2 separate regions of the Mus musculus genome follow, and region 2 is linked to region 1. The links are chromatin contacts, called in public promoter capture Hi-C maps. All regions are on one chromosome and are shown on one strand. Each heading gives the region's core, a stretch centred on a gene start, on an enhancer-like site or on the middle of the called end of the contact. The rest is flanking DNA. Distances are from core to core; before and after follow the strand shown.

Evidence for each region. Capture Hi-C pulls out chosen DNA fragments and counts their contacts.
Region 2: a contact with region 1 is called in a promoter capture Hi-C map of liver. The contact joins the promoter of Inafm1 here to the promoter of Selenow in region 1. A contact is called at or near these places in 2 of 39 promoter capture datasets (the C10 cell line and pre-B cells), 3 of 484 Hi-C or Micro-C datasets (B cells, the Ba/F3 cell line and large pre-B cells), 6 of 115 datasets of contacts at active chromatin or transcription factors (effector CD8 T cells, embryonic stem cells, extraembryonic endoderm stem cells and 3 more) and 2 of 9 other capture datasets (adipose tissue and liver).

Annotation. Positions count from the first base shown.
Region 1 is chr7:15,921,046-15,923,693 of GRCm38.p6, reverse strand. Selenow (selenoprotein W) reads left to right here and starts at 1,323. Exons shown (of 6, transcript NM_009156.2): 1 at 1,323-1,442. The coding sequence starts at 1,414.
Region 2 is chr7:16,272,398-16,275,045 of GRCm38.p6, reverse strand. Inafm1 (InaF motif containing 1) reads left to right here and starts at 1,354. Exons shown (of 1, transcript NM_001136270.1): 1 at 1,354-2,648. The coding sequence starts at 1,756. The coding sequence ends at 2,148. It overlaps Ccdc9 (coiled-coil domain containing 9), which reads left to right. Exons shown (of 14, transcript NM_001382411.1): 14 at 630-1,004. The coding sequence ends at 733.

The DNA.
Region 1 (2,648 bases), core at 74-2,573:
GAGTGAATGATTCAAATTTCATTTTTCTGTGGGTAGAATCACAGCCCATCATCTGTGTGCAGGGTAGGGTACTGATGGGGAACCAGAGGGCTAGGTGGGAAAATTTCCTTATTTGGTCCCTAGTTAACCATTGGCGGGGATAGCCGGTTGAAGTCAATTAAAGAAGTCAGGTGACAGATAAACATCTCTGCTGGTGAGCCATCCTTGGTGGTGGTGGTGGTGGTGGTGGGAAAGTAGAGAGAGGGGAGGGAGGGGGTGGGCATGCCATTGCCGTTTGTTCATAGGGTGTGGAGGATAAGAAACTAGAGAGCAAAAAAATTCTGTGGGAATGACTATCTCCTGTTATCTGTCCAGCTTTCAAGGAGGAGAAAGTGAGGCTCAGGAATCCTAAACTCAAATATTTTGTCCACTTTTACCTTTTTCTCCCCCTTGAGACGGTCTCTCATGTCTGTCCTGGAACGCTCTACGTAGGCTAGACTGGCTTCGAACCCACAGAGATTTCTTGACTGCTGGCATTAAAGGCAACGCCTGGATTTTTTGTTTCGAGACAACTGCTCATGTAGCCCAGACTAGCGTCAAACTCCCTGTGTAGCAAGGATAACCTTGAACTCAGTCCTTCAGTTTCTTCTTCCCAAATGCTGGGATTACAGGCTTGTACCACAGCCCCCAGATAACAGTGTGCTAGGGACCCAAACTAGGGCTTTATACATGGTAGGCAAGTTCTCTACCAACTGCGCTACAGTCCAAGCCCCATTCCAGGACTTTCTATATATCCTTCTGCTGGAAGGCAGCTGGAAGGGAGCGGGAAGGCGCAAAAAGAGGGGTTGCATGGTTTTGGGGGTGCGCAGGGGGTCTGTCGGTGGTGAGACAGCTGGACCTAAAGCGCACACTGGGACTCCTAGTTTCAGTTTTCCAGACCTAAGGTTCATTTAGTCTGGTCCAGTTAGCGCTGGGGAGGAGGGATCCATCCCAATTGCCTGTCTCCCAATGCGTCGATTTCCCTGCCCTGCCCCTCTCAGCCACTCTGTAACTGAACTTCAGTCTCAACCAATTCTCTGCCTCGAGCCACCGCCCTGAGGACTGAACCATTATGGCATAGAGAAGGGACGGCGAGGGGCTCTCAGGTTACTGGTCCCAGAGACGCTGTCTATGGAGACAACCCCAGATATCAAGAGAACCCCAGATATCAAGATATCATGGAGTCTTGCGTTGAGGTTCGCGCCCCTGGCCACAGACCCCGCCGTGCTCCGGAACCTCGGTCCTCCCGTAGCTCTGCCCACTCTCCACCCCCGCACTTGGTTTGCTCTGACTCGTGAGGCAGTCGGCTGTGCGCACGGCCCCACGCTCAGAGCTTGAGGTCCTTGTTGCTTGTGGGTCGGGTCCTCGTGTTGTGCGGGGATGCGACGTGCAGCTATGGCGCTCGCCGTTCGAGTCGTGTATTGGTAAGTCCGGGTGACTGCAGTTCCCCCTTTTCCTGCTCCCGGCTCGTTGTGCCCTTTCTCTGCTCCCCAACCTTTGTGCCAGGAGACCCTCTCCCACCCTTTTCTTTGCCCCTCCCCCTATCTACCAGGGTCTGGTAACCGAGTACGATGACTGTATTTCAGACCCAAAGGGAGGGATTTCCAAGCGGGTGGGATGGAGGTAACAGAGACTTGAGCCCGATCCCTGGCATCTGACATCTGAGTGACATCTCACCAGTGAAAATGGAAACTGATACTTGGGGCCACTTTGAACACGTGACTCAGCGCTGAGGGGAGGGGAAGGGTAGCATCGGGTTTCTCTGGGGACCTTTCCTTCCCGACAGGCTGTTTCCCTTCCCCCTCACTGAGCGGCATGAGTTAGAGAATACAAGGTGTGGTGTAGTTGGGGGTTTACTCATAAGCGCTGTTGGGAGGTCTGGGGATGTCCCGTACCTGGATTGTAGTGTGAGTTAACAGTGGTCGCACCTCCCAGTGTGTACATGAAAAGGGCGAACTGAGTCACGGAGTGGTGGTGTTGATGCACACTTTTAATCCCAGCATTCGGAAGTAGAGGCAGGTAGATAGTTCCAGGCCAGCTAAGCTGCTTGTTAGAGGCAACCGGGGTGATGTAGTAAGACCCTGTGCCCCGAAAAGAAAAAGTAATATAGGATAGATTGTAGGGTGAGGGTGTAGCTCAGTGGTAGAGTGTTTGCATGAGATGCACCAGATCCTGGGTTCGGTTCCCAGCAATACAAATAACAAAACAAAAAACTCTTACTGGTTTCTGATCAGTGAGTGCCGGTGCTGTTAACCCCAGTTCTTTTCTGGCCTCAGTTTCCCCTTCTGTAGTGTGAAGGAGGTGATGATGTTGGTTAGTTACCTGCCAGCGCTATTAATTGTGCCCCTGCTAGAGGCAGGCGTAGAAAGACCAGCCATTTTCTCTTGATGACTTTTTCCTCCATCTGCATCTGATAATCAGCTGGCTTGCAGTAAGTGATTGAAAAGTGCTTGCTGAATGGATTCTGCACCCCTGAAGTCCATTGAGGGGCTCTCCAGCCATTCTGTCTCCATCTTACAGGGGAGGAAACTGAGGCTGGAAATGAGGCAGGGCCAGCCTGAGGTCCTACTACCGATAACCCTGTAACTTGAATCTGGGGTCCGTGGTCCACCTAGCTGGGTGTGGCCTCC
Region 2 (2,648 bases), core at 105-2,604, 350 kb before region 1:
TGGGCTCAGGGAAGGAGCTAAAAGTGGGATTTGAAATCTGAATATTCCCAGAGGTAAGAGGGTGACGCGATAGGATTTTGAGCTTGAAACTGGATTTTGGTTAGAGATCCTGTAAAAGTAAAACATGGTTAATTAAAGGTAGGAACGACTTTAACTAATGAATGAGCCGGCTCTTAAGACTTATCTGAAGGCAGGGTTAGCGGTTTTGGGTCAGACCATAGTGGGATTTTAGATCCCACGTAGTAGAAGCAAGAGACTGATCTTGGTCACTTTAACGTGATCAGCCAGGTTACTGCTTGTGTTCATCTTTTAGTTCCCCTGCAGTAGAATAAGATGTGGAGCAGAGGCCAGGAAAGGCTGTCAAAGGAATAGTGAGAGTGGAAGCCAAGGACATCTTCGGAAAGGGGCCAGGCCAAACAGGATAGTTTGGGGTCCTGGGAGGAGTGGATGAGCTCATTACACTAGCACTTCCCAGTAGTCAACAGGGTTAGATTGGAGGGGCTCCTGCTTCAGGGGCCTCCTGAGGGTCGAGTAAGCTGGAGGCCAAGTTGTAGGTGGGTTTGACTGAGGTGCGGGATAGGGTGGGTCGGGCAGGCTGGTCCTCCATTTACCGCTTTTTGTCTCCTTAGAGGTGGGCCCCGAGGGCCAGGAGACGGCGGAGATCACAGACTTCCAGAGGGTGCGTTTCTGCAAGGTGGTGGCGGCTGCTCCGCCGCCGGGGGCTGCCCGCTGACAGCGCCAGCAGACCAGGGTGCCTCGCTCTGTACTAACCTTCAGCTCCTCTGCTTCTGCTACACTCCGTCCAGGCCAGGGTTAAACTTAGTGGGGGAGGAAGCAGGTTAGCAACGAGCCCGGCCCGAGGGGAGTCTTCTAAATTCGCTGAGGACCCAGTGGTGCCAGTCCGACCGCACTCGTCTGGTCGAACCCTCGGAGTCAGTCCCTGTGAGGCCTGGGTGTGCAGGAACCTGCAGCTAGGGATTGAATTAAACGCGTGCTACCGCCAACCTTTGAACTGTGCTGCTAGCTGATCAGGCTAGGCTGCTGTGCTTGGCTGGCGGAAGAGGCGGGACGAGAGTGCTCCTCTCATCCTCACACCTCTCTCCTCCCACCCCGCAGGCCGTCTCGCAGTCCTGAAGATGCTGCTGGGAGGGGCGGCAGCGCAGGTTTGCCTGGCTCCCAGGCTGGCTGCTCTCCTCCCTGCAGTCCACCCTGGATCCCTCGCCTCTAGGGAACAGAAGTTTACGCTGGTGCGGAGTTGCTGGGGAAGGGGCCAGCAGGGGTGATGGAGGGAACTGGGTCTCGGAACTCTCGTAGTAGTCCAGGGATGTGAGACTGGGAGGGCCGGGGCCGGGGCTCGGTGGGCGGGGCTAGCGTTCAGAAGCTCCGTAGGCCTCCGGCTTCAACAGAGTAGGAACCTTAGCTCCGGCGGGCAGAGGGATGCTAGTGTGCAGAGCTGCAGTCGGTCGAAGAAGGAAGGGGTTCGATTAGCGCGGAGAGGGCTGAGGTAGAAAACAGGAATAGGCGGTTGGAAATGTGACAGCTAGGGCGGGAGAAGAGCGAGTGGGCGTGGCCTTGAGGGGGTAGAGCTAAGAAATCTTGATAGTGGTGGGTCAGAGGCGGTAGGGGCGTGTCTAGGATGTAGCTGAGCTGGGGGGGGGGTGCTGTCTGACAAGGCGTGGTCCTGGAAGGGGCGTGGCTTGCTTGAGGCGGTCCTGGGGTGGGGGCGGGGTCGGTGCAGGCTGAGTGGGCAGCGCGATGCGGGGCTCGAGCTGCGTGGGCAGTGGTGGCGAGAGCCCGGGTGGTACGGGGCTGAGCGAGGGTCCCCGTGGCCGATGGCTGCGGCTCGCCCCTGTCTGCGCCTACTTCCTGTGTGTGTCCTTGGCCGCTGTGCTGCTTGCTGTGTACTACGGGCTCATCTGGGTTCCCACGCGGCCGCCTGCGGGCCCCGCCGACCCCCTGCCCAGCGCTGCGGCCGCTCCGTGTGCTCGAGCAGCACCGCCCGCCCCGCCTCCGGCCGCACCCGCATCCTGTTTGCTTGGGGCCTCCGGCGGGCCACGACCGCAGCCAGGACTGCCACGGAGTCGCCGCCACAGTCGCCGCCCAGCTCCGGGAGCGACGCGGGAGACCGCGCGCCGAGCGCCTGGATAGTCTGGCCCGCCCCCACCGTGGCCTGCGTCTGTCTATCTGCACCACCGGGCCTCGCCTGCGCGGCGCCGCCTCTCTCCTTGCCGCGGTCCTGATCCTGCCCGACCTTATTCCACCTTGCTCCTTCCCGGGACTCAGCGCTCATCGGCAATAAACTCCAGCCTCAGCTGGCTTACCTGGTCTGTGGTCGTTGGCCTCGGCCGCTGGTCCCTTCTAGCTCCGTGGCCGCGCGGCCTTAAAGGCTTTCCTCTCTCATTGCTCACATGTAATTTTTGGGTTGGAATGGGGAGAAGCGGCTTGCCAGTTTTCGGGGCCATTGAAGGTCAGATACTGTAAAGGCCTTACCAGTTTTCGGGGTGTCATCTCGTATAGCTTCGGAGACAGTGGTGCGTGCTGGAAACTGCAGTTGGTATAGTTTGCAATGGCAGGGGTAGAGGATGTCACCCGTAAGCTAGCTTGTCCTGGTTTGGGTGGTGACATTTGCTGCTTTGGAAGTGTGGAGC